Linked DNA regions of Sus scrofa: regions 1 and 3 are each linked to region 2. Evidence: chromatin contacts called from public Hi-C and HiChIP or PLAC-seq data. All regions are on one chromosome and are shown on one strand. Each heading gives the region's core, a stretch centred on a gene start, on an enhancer-like site or on the middle of the called end of the contact. The rest is flanking DNA. Distances are from core to core; before and after follow the strand shown. Region 1 holds the start of SCRN2 (secernin-2). Region 2 holds the start of SNX11 (sorting nexin-11). Region 3 holds the start of HOXB2 (homeobox protein Hox-B2).

Region 1 (3,387 bases), core at 830-3,329, 260 kb after region 2:
ATCGAACCCATAACCTCATAGTTACTAGTCGAATTCATTTCCACTGTGCCACAAGGGAAACTCTGATTCTGCATTTTTAGTAAGCTTCCAAATGATGCTGATGCTGGCAATCTGAGGACACTTCGTGAAGTAAAATATTAAAGTTGTGCAAGGGGAGTTATGTGGTTGAAAATTAACCCCTCCTGGCCCCATGCATGCCTGAGAACCACTGATCCAGTCCAATTCCTTCACTTGCCCCTGGGAAAACAGACCCTTGCCGATTAACTGACCTGCCTGAACTGCAGAGCCAGAGAAGGAGTGGGATGCGATGTCAGTCTGCACAGTTCCAGCCAGTGCTGGTCTCTGCCTCCTGCTCAGCTTCTAGGTCAACCTTCTCTGCAAGTGACAATCCCTTTCCTGAAAGTGAAGCCCATCTCAGTGGAGTCAGCATCCTCTTGGGAATCAGCCTTATTTATCTAGAGACAATCAGAAAATACCTCAGATTTCAGAGGCCCCAAGAACTTTACTTGGTGTCTTTCCCCAGGCCATCACCCAGCACACCTGCCCACAGCCTGCCTCCTGGGGAAGCCTCGGCCTCTGCCTTCAGTCTCATCCCTGGAATGACCAGAGGCTGGGAAGCTGTGGCCAGGGCTCTGAGCAGCAGCCCTGATTGACAGTCTGGATGTGGGTGGGGGAAGTATGTAATCTGCAGTGTCTCCCCTCCCCCCGTTCCTGGAGGGCTCCATAGAGCAAAAGGGTGTGAGATGCATTTGCTTAAAGGCTGGTGATAGAGGAGTTCCCGTCGTGGCGCAGTGGTTAACGAATCCGACTAGGAACCATGAGGTTGCGTGCAGGTTCGATCCCTGCCTTTGCTCAGTGGGTTAACGATCCGGCGTTGCCGTGAGCTGTGGTGTAGGTTGCAGACACGGCTCAGATCCCGCGTTGCTGTGGCTCTGGCGTAGGCTGGCAGCTACAGCTCCGATTAGACCCCTAGCCTGGGAGCGACCCAAGAAATGGCAAAAAGACAAAAAAAAAAAAAAAAAAAAAAATTGTTATAAAAAAAGGCTGGTGATAGAGATGGTTTATAGAGGAAAAATGACCAGGAAAGCAGAAAATCTGGGCTCGGAGTCTACCTCCACACAAATATATGTGCCCTCTTGGCCGGACTTCTCCTTTGCTGTTTCAGTTTCACTAGATGTAAAGGCATCAAATCTTTAGACTAGAAATTTCCAAATTTCCTTTTATTGTTTTTTATTTTTTAATTTTTAAATTTTTTTTTTTGGCTTTTTAGAGCCACACGTGTGGCATATGCAGGTGCCCAGGCTAGGGGATGAATCCGAGCTGTAGTTGCTGGCCTACACCACAGCCACAGCAAGGCGTGATCTGAACCACCGTCTGCGACCTATGCCACAGCTCATGGCAACTCCAAATCCTTAACGCACTGAGCAAGGCCAGGGATCGAACAGCCTCATGGATGCTAGTCAGTTTCACTTCCACTGAGCCATGAAGGAAATGCCCAAATTTCCTTTTAAAGCTAACTTCCAATGGTTTGTTTGAGCACTCGGAGGCAGAACTGGCCTTTTGGGGGTCAGAAGGATTTTCTGCACTTGTGCTTTTTAAAAAATGCATTATTCTTAAATTATTCTAACACCTCTTGGCCTGGGACCACTCTTATAGATCTTATTTCCAAGGGGTTGGGAGTGGGAGGTGGGTGATGGCGGGGAGTAGGAGGAACAGGGGAGGAGGGTTGAGGCGGGGGTGGGGGCAACCACCTGGAATTGTGCTTTTGGAATTCAAACCAAGATGCAAATAGCTGAGGTTTCTCCTTCATCTCCAGATGGCCCAGCAGTCCCTGGTCTCTAACAAATCAGCCAGGTTTTTCCTTCTTCCCTTTTCATGTGGTTACCTTGCCACCCCCACCTCCCGCTCCCGGCAGGACCCCATTGGAAGAGCTCGCAGCTTCGTTGTGGCTTTTATCCGGCCTGGAAGTGACGCTCGGATAGCGCAGGTAGGCGGCCTGCAACACTTGGAGGGTCGCCTCGCTCCAAAAAGCGGTGCTGGCGCGCACCCTGGTGGAAAACGGAGGAACTGCAGATCCGTTTCCGGCTCCGCCCCCAGGTCCAAAGCCTTCCAGGTCACCTAGGAGCCTCCGCCCCTTGGGACCGACCTGACTCGAAGCCGAGGCAATGGCTCTCAGGACTAAGCTGGAGATCTTGGAGGGAGAGAGGGTGAGGGGCGTACAGTACTGGAGCAGCGAGAAAGGGTGGACAGAAGAGGGGCGTGGGACTCTTGGAGGGGGGTGGGTAGCGCGGAAAAAGCTCCCGCGACAGTCTCAAAGGGCCAAGACCCCCGTCTTGGCAGGGCCTTTGGGGCGTGCGGTCGGCGCATGTCTGAGAACTCCCGATCCTGAAGCTTGGGGAGAGAGTGGGTGTCTCTGTTAGCGCACGCTTGAGCATCTAGTGTGCGTGCGGTGCTGAGCGTCCAGAATCCTACGGCGGTGTCTTCCCTGAGTGTCTGCTCAAGTTGGGAGAGGGGCTTCTAGGACTGCGCCCCGGCCAGGACGGTGGAGAGGTGGCTTGAGAGGGACATACTCATCCCCACCTCCCCCCAGATGGCATCGTGGAGCCCTGACACCCCATGTTCCTGCGACTGCTTTGTCTCAGTGCCCCCAGCCTCAGCCATTCCCGCCGTGATCTTTGCCAAGAACTCGGACCGACCCCGGGATGAGGTGCAGGAAGTGGTGTTTGTCCCAGCAGGCACTCACGCCCCTGGAAGCCGGCTCCAGGTGGGTTAGGCCTTATAGGATGCTGGGTGCTCTGGCAGAACTAGGCATTCTTCTAAGACCTTCCTTCTCTGCTCCCCACTCCTGGAAAGCTGCCAGATGTGGTGAAAGAAGCATGAGCTTTGAGTCTAGCAATTGGGAACTAACCTATAATTTAGCCTCTGGATCTCAGTTTGCTCATCTGGAAAACGGGAATAATAAGTGCTTCCTCAAAGGGCTGTGGAAAGTGATGCGCACCAGGTCCCCACTTCGTAGGTACTCCCCCTTTCTGAGTGGACCCTCTCTCTCTCCTCCCTTATCTCCAGTGCACCTACATCGAGGTGGAACAGGTGCCAAAGACCCATGCTGTGATCCTGAGCCGCCCTTCTTGGCTGTGGGGGGCTGAGATGGGCGCCAATGAGCATGGTGTCTGCATTGGCAACGAGGCGGTGTGGACCAAGGAGCCAGTTGGCGAGGGGGAAGCCCTGCTGGGCATGGATCTGCTCAGGTGTGGACCCTGCCTTCCCTCGTCCCCTCCGTACACCAGTAATTTGGGGCTAAGACCTGACCCGGGCCATCTTCCCAAGTCTGGTTCATAGGCGCTGCCCACTTTGGGCCTACTTTATCATCTCCAGGGAGGCTGTCCC
Region 2 (3,465 bases), core at 311-2,810:
ACAAGGAAATCCACACACTCAGAAGAGCTCGAACATCCACAATGCCTTGAAAGGTTTCCCAAATTCAGGACCATAGTTTAGTAACTTAATGGTCATCACTCTCAGGCTCAAGAAGAGTTTGCCTAGGACTCTGAACCACCTCCAAAAGCAAGTTCCCCTCCTTTCCTTTGGGAATCATACCACTTAGAAACTAAAAGCTATAAACTGGCTTTAAAAATCCTAGGATCTCCAAGATGGTATAAACTTAAGTCTAAGTTCACAAAGCACTAAGAAAGTTTCAATGGTAACTTTCCTTAGAAACAACGGGGCCACAAAAACCTAGACTTCAAGTAATAATTTTCAGCAACTACTATTCTCCATCAGCTTCCTCCCTGTGCACTCCTTAGGAGGAAATAAAGCTCATTTCAGCCCTTGGAGGGAAGAAGGAAGTTCTTAATTTTAGCTCCATGATCTAGGAGATGGATCCATGTGTCATCTGACTAAGTATAGTTTCAGCTACTTACTTGGCACCAGCACCAGGAAGTGTAGCTTCCTGCGACCCTACAATCACATTTGAAGTTTTCCTTTGCTTTTCCCAGGACCTCCAAGGAAAACCCAGTTTGTTTATAGGGTAGATTCCTTGTAAAGCTTTCCAATGCCTCAACAATTCAAGGTAGCAATTCAAGGCTTTAACTCCACCATTTTCCCTCAGATTTAAACTACTTCAAGAGACAGGTTAAGAAAAAAAAATCAGGTGATAAAAAGTATACTGAGCCACCAAGACGCTCATCCTTGCTTACTCAGCCTTCAGCTCTTGGTGCCAGATGGCAACTCAAAAACTCTGCTTCGGAGAAACACTCACAGGTGGTAGAAGGAGCTCTCCTGTCTGACCAAGCTCTGCCTGTTCTCAACCAAGCAGCTATGCTCCATCTTTTGGTGATCTGCAACTTGCCACTCTCTCCACTTGCAAGCTGAGACACAAAGGCGACCACAATCTAGTGCAAGAGTCTTCTGGGTCCTCGTAAAATATGTGTCATTAGTCTTAGTCCTAGCGTTTGGCTAAAAGTCTCCAAACTTTTACTCCGGCCACACCCCCTGTGTTCCTAACGAACTAGGAGCAAAAAAGGCCACATAGTCCTTACTCCCTTTTGCCTACTAAGCCTGAGGAGTGGGAAGGAAAGATGCTTTACACTTTATAAATAAGTGGAAAAGCCGGTTTCCTTCCTCGGATACTGAGCTAGCCCTGCCTTCATCTCTGGAGAGGAGTCGGTTCCTTCCTCAGGATGTCCAGCAAGGTCCCCACCCTAAGCGCCACTGCTGACGCTCAAGCCTGCAGGCCTTACCTAAGACCAGAGCCCACGCCCCTTCACCTGACAGCAGCACCCACTCCCCGCGGACCCGCCCACTCCCCCTCACCTGAAAGCAGCGCCCACTCCCCACAACGACACCGCTGACAGCCCAACATATAGTCAGAGTCCCGGCTTCTCCTTCCGGGTGAGCTGCCGGCGCCCCGATGCACGACGGGAGAAAGTTGCCGGCGCGCCAATCCCGGGTGCCCAGACGCCCCGCCCCGCAGGCCCGGGCTCTCAGTGGCAGCCTCGCCCCGGCGGTGCGCTCCGCCCAGCGCTGGCCACTGCTGGAGTAGCTATTCCTACCTCTCCCCTGGGAGGCTGCAGGGTGGACGTGGGCGTGGGGAGACAAGAGGCTCTGACGTCCAATCCAGAGCCGCATCCCACCCATCGTTGTCAGGCCCAGCCAATCAGTGGCCAAGGAACAACCCCGAAACATCCCAAAGTGGGTCCCGGGGCAGAGTGTGAAGGGATGATCAGCGGTCTAGAGTGTGGCAGAGTCCAAAGCGTGGGAACCTCGCTGAGCCTGGGCGAGTCCCCATGTGAACCCTGGCTCCAGTTCCCCGGCTTTACCAAGGAAACACCAACTCAGATTCGAAGACCAGATTGTCGGAGCGAAAACCGGCTGAGGACTTTGCAGCAAACACCGGTTTCACTTGCGGAGCAAGCCCTAGGAAAGATCGTCCAGCCAGTTAGTAAGAAAGAAAAATACATTGACTACGATGTTTATGTTGTTGAAATGCCTTTTAACTATCTGCTTAAAAATAATTTTAGAAAAGCTAATATCAAGGGAAAAGTTGCAGTCGCAAATACGAGCTCTGGAGTTTAAAGACCTGGGTACAATGACCAGCACTACGCTGACCGTGTGATCTTAAATCTTTATGTCTTAAGTTCCTCTTCTGTAAGGTGGAGAAATCTCATAAGGTAAGGTCCACGTACCCCAAAGCAGCTTTTCTCAAACTTGTTGGTCTCAGGATCCCTTTACATTCTTACAAATATTTAAGGACCCCAAAGAGCTTTTGTTTATGTGGGATGTTCACCGGATTAGAAATTAAAACTGAGAAATTAGAAAAACGTATCTATTCACCTAAAACTAATAACAAACCATTACATGTGAACGTAATTTATTTTATGAAATATAACTACACTTTCCAAAACCCAAAAAAATTATCGAGTAGAATGTTATTCTATTACCATTTTGCAAATCTCTTTCATGTTTGGCATAATAGAAGACAGCTGAATTCTTGTATTAGCTTCCCCATTCTCTCTTGTGATTTTGTTTTGGACTAGGAAATGAAGAAAATCTGGTCTTACACAGGTACATAGATGACAAGGGAGAAGTATCTTTAGCCTTCGATAATTGTGGATACTCTTATTGTATACTAGCAAAACTCATCAAATTGTAATTTTTTTTTCTTTTTCTTTTTTGGCCTCACCCACAACATGTGGAAGTTCCCCAGGCCAGGGATCAAACCATTGCCACAGAAGCAATTGGGGCCACTACAGTGACACACCAGGCCCTTAACCCACTGCTCCACAAGGGAACTCTAAATGGTAGTTTCTTTAAGGTTAGTTGCAATGGGAAATCTGAAACCATTTGGAAAATACTGGTTTTCTGAGTAATGTAGATCTTCCAAATATTAATGTATTTCACTTTTCAGTTTTTTTTTTTTTTTGTCTTTTTGCCATTTCTTGGGCCGCTCCCTCGGCATATGGAGGTTCCCAGGCTAGGGGTCGAATCGGAGCTGTAGCTGCCAGCCTACACCAGAGCCACAGCAACGCAGGATCCGAGCCATGTCTGTGACCTACACCACAGCTCATGGCAACGCCGGATCATTAACCCACTGAGCAAGGGCAGGGATCGAACCCGCAACCTCATGGTTCCTAGTCAGATTCATTAACCACTGCGCCACCACGGGAATTCCACTTTTCAGTATTTTAAATATCACGTTTATTAAAATGTGATTAAAAATCACATTTAAGGGGTTCCCGTCATGGTGGCACAGTGGAAACGAATCTGACTAGGAACCATGAGGTTGTGGGTTCAATCTCTGGCCTCACTCAGTGGGTTAAGGATCTGGTGTTGCTGTGAACTGTGGTGTAGGCTGGCAACTAGCTCCGATTGGACCCCTAGCCT
Region 3 (3,255 bases), core at 105-2,604, 450 kb before region 2:
ACGCTCAAGGGTTTCTCTTTCCTTCTGTCTTTCTCTCTCTCCTCCTCTACCCTGAATAACATTTTCTGAATAATGTAAGTAGATGAAGCACCATGTTTGGCTCTGGGGGTTAAGAGGATTGATTATTTACCTAGCGGAGAGAGGCAGGCCAAGTCAGAGAATTAAGCTCTGAAATTTAGAGTTTGAAAAACAGAGCTTTTGGCTTGAAACTGGAATTGCAAACATGAAGAAGAATAAGGGGTGCCTTGGCTCGGTGTCCCCCTACCCTTCTCTCTGAGAGATGTCAGGCCCTAGCTAAGCAGCCAGGGTCCTGGGGGAAATATCAGGGCTCTAAGATTCACAGCACAACAGGGGGGCGGGGAAGGGGGCGTCTCTGGGAAGGAGGGTTCCCTTGGCCCCTTTTAACACCCAAGTTTTCTGCTGTTCTCTAATCTGGCCGTAAAATCTGTCAGCAGGGTTAGAGAGGGCTGTATTTCCTGCAGGAACAGCCGGAGAGAAGCCTTAGACCTTGCAGCCAGCTGGAGAGGCTGTGAAAAAACAAAACAAAACAAAAAAACCTTCCAGGGCTTCTCGAGGGGGTGGCCTGAGGGAGAACCGTCTCAGGCCTCACTGCACAAGTGGCCAGACAACTGCTCTTGGGCTTCTTCTCTGCCTGCTCCCCACTCCCACCCCCATCCCCACTTCCACATGGCAAAAATCACTTTCTTGGGAGCCGAGCGGGACACGACCGACCGTTTCTGGCTGGTTTGCCCCGTTTTTCAGAGCAGCTCGCTTGGATCTGAGCCCTCCAGAGCCAGCCACCCCCTGGCCCCCCGGAGCCCCCACCTCCAGCTCCCCTGTTTTCATCCTGCCTGGCTCCCACCCCCACCCTGCTCCTCAGCGTTCTCTGTCCTGTTTCATGAGTCACACCACCCACGCGGAGGAATACTCACCACCACCCACTCGGCTCTTACAGTGACAGAAACTTTCTAGCTCCCGCTGCCCGGGCCGGAGTTGCCATTTCTCTGCTAACCAGGCTTGGCCTCCTCCTCGCCGGGCAGGCGGCAGCGAGCAGGGAGGGGGAGGGGAGGCCCGAGCCGTGGGAGTTCTCCCGGCAAACTTTCCACCCAGCCCAGCGCCCTTCCGCGGTCCCCATTTCCCATCTGTTTCCCGGCGCGCCCAGCATCACCTTTCTCTTTTGCTTCACACCCCCCACCCCCCAGGCCTTTTCAAGGGATGTGGAATTTCGGCTGTTCCCTCGGCTTTCCCAAAGAGCCAAATTCTTTGATGCCATCAGAGCGAGCTGTCAGGGGGCTAAGATTGATCGCCTCATCTCCCCTCGGTCCCTCTGACCCACTTATTTAAAAATCTTACCCCAGATCGACTTTTCATTTTCTGCTTTGAGATCTAGTTTCCCACCAAAGGCTTGGGGCCGGAAGTCTTGTGGACCTTCCCTCTGGTAAACGACAGCGCTCCCGAAAGCGCATACGCACCCCATCCTCTGAAAAGAAATAAATGACAACAACAACAACAAAATTCCCCCCAGGGGCCAGAAATGGAATATCATCTCAGTGGTCATCATTTGCCCACCACCTCCATGTTCAGGGAAGACTGTCACATCAGGGATGTTGATTAATAATTAATTAATGAGCACAATGGCAAAAATAGGATGGGAGTCCTAGGGGGGAGCCCCCCCCCTTGACCTGAGGTTTGAGAGTTTTCTAAACTTAAATCCGTGGCTACCTTGGTTCTTATTCCCATTCCTGGAATATAGAGGCAGATTCAGGCCAGAAGCTTGAGTGGGTGTCTAGGCATTTTAGACCCTGTTGGTTGGGGGGGGGGTCATAGGGGAGGGCGGAAACCTCCAGGTGAGGAGAGCGGGTAGACCTGGGGGCAGGGGCAGTGCTGCAAACACTGGGCAGACAAGGGAGCTGAGACCACACAGCTTTGTAGGCTAGAGGCCCAAAAGGGCCCCTCACTATCTATCTCACTCCTCTGTGTCAGCCTAGGAGTGCTTGTCGATTTTCCAAGATTTATCTGTTGCTTTTGGGGGGAGTGGGTGGGACGGGGACAGTGATGCTGATGATTGTAAATCTCTTCTCTGTCCTTATTGCACTGCTAACAGGGACCTTTCCCAAAGGGAAAAAAGCCTCCTTCTACCACCTCTTCCTCCCACATTCAGATCCTCACTCTTTGGGGGGAGGGGGCAGGGGAAGGGAATGCTCCTGGCCTTGTAAAGAAAGCCTCGATTTACTCTATTTAAAATATTTGGGAAAGAGGAAGATTTCTCCCCTAGGTTCCCTTGTTTTCCTTTCCAGAACATCCCATCCTCTGAAGGGGAGGAGGGGAAGGTTCCTTTAGCTTTTCTGGAGAAAGGGAGGCATGAGGGAGAGGGAGCGTAGGACTGGGGGGCTCATGATGTCCAGGTCATGGTCCTCTAGAGTTTTTGAATCAATTAAAGCAAATAATGCTCTCTGTTTTCCACCAGGCCCAGACGAGCGATTGGCCAAGGCCGGTCCCGTGACCACGAATTCCCTGCAATTTTGCTGGAGTCCTGGGTTTTATAGAGAGAGTCCCCATACGCTTGTATTTATCAGCAATATACAATTATAAAGGCCCAAAATTTTAAAAAAAAGAGAGAGAGATCAAAATCGTCCCTTCCCAAAATCGCTCCATCACACAAACCTGGGGGGGGCAGGAGGGGGGGTCCCTTCCGATCCTCCCTCCTGACGCCCCCCCAACAGGCCCCCTCCCCCACCATTGAAAGCCATGAATTTTGAATTTGAGAGGGAGATTGGGTTTATAAACAGCCAGCCATCGCTCGCCGAGTGTCTGACTTCCTTCCCCGCTGTCTTGGAGACATTTCAAACTTCATCAATCAAGGAGTCGACATTAATTCCTTCTCCTCCTCCTTTCGAGCAAACCTTCCCCAGCCTCCAGCCCGGCGCCTCCACCCTTCAGAGACCCGGGAGCCAAAAGCGAGCCGAAGATGGGCCGGCTCTGCCGCCGCCTCCGCCGCCGCTCCCGGCCACCCCCCTGGCCCCCGAGTTCCCCTGGATGAAAGAGAAGAAATCCGCCAAGAAACCCAGCCAATCCGCCACGTCTCCCACGGCCGCCTTCTCCGTCCTGGCCTCCGGGGTCGGATCGCCCGCAGGTCGGTGAGCGGGGTAGGGATGGGATGAGAGGCAGTTAGAAAGAGAGGGGGAGAAAGAGCGGTGGGGGAGGTAGAAAAGGTGGCGAGTCTGCTGGAGTTCCTTGCCCCTTCGAGTCCAGGGA

The links. Hi-C and Micro-C count contacts between places; a contact is called where the count stands out from the background. HiChIP or PLAC-seq counts read pairs in DNA pulled down with a chosen protein or histone mark.
Region 1: a Hi-C map of liver shows a contact between it and region 2, with 4 times the contacts expected there. The contact joins the promoter of SCRN2 here to the promoter of SNX11 in region 2. A contact is called at or near these places in 3 of 47 Hi-C or Micro-C datasets (embryonic fibroblasts, liver and retroperitoneal adipose tissue) and 1 of 2 datasets of contacts at active chromatin or transcription factors (alveolar macrophages).
Region 3: an H3K27ac HiChIP or PLAC-seq map of skeletal muscle shows a contact between it and region 2, with 3 times the contacts expected there. The contact joins the promoter of HOXB2 here to the promoter of SNX11 in region 2. A contact is called at or near these places in 1 of 47 Hi-C or Micro-C datasets (embryonic fibroblasts) and 1 of 2 datasets of contacts at active chromatin or transcription factors (skeletal muscle).

The regions. Positions count from the first base shown.
Region 1 is chr12:24,093,855-24,097,241 of Sscrofa11.1, reverse strand. SCRN2 (secernin-2) reads left to right here and starts at 2,079. Exons shown (of 8, transcript XM_003131533.4): 1 at 2,079-2,207; 2 at 2,591-2,764; 3 at 3,067-3,248. The coding sequence starts at 2,166.
Region 2 is chr12:24,349,375-24,352,839 of Sscrofa11.1, reverse strand. It overlaps SNX11 (sorting nexin-11), which reads right to left and starts at 1,560. Exons shown (of 7, transcript XM_021067103.1): 1 at 1,396-1,560. CBX1 (chromobox protein homolog 1) reads left to right here and starts at 1,783. Exons shown (of 5, transcript XM_021067108.1): 1 at 1,783-2,019.
Region 3 is chr12:24,798,598-24,801,852 of Sscrofa11.1, reverse strand. It overlaps HOXB2 (homeobox protein Hox-B2), which reads left to right and starts at 1,354. Exons shown (of 2, transcript XM_003131546.4): 1 at 1,354-3,133. The coding sequence starts at 2,749. It overlaps LOC106505099 (a long non-coding RNA gene), which reads right to left and starts at 1,347. Exons shown (of 5, transcript XR_002337153.1): 1 at 933-1,347.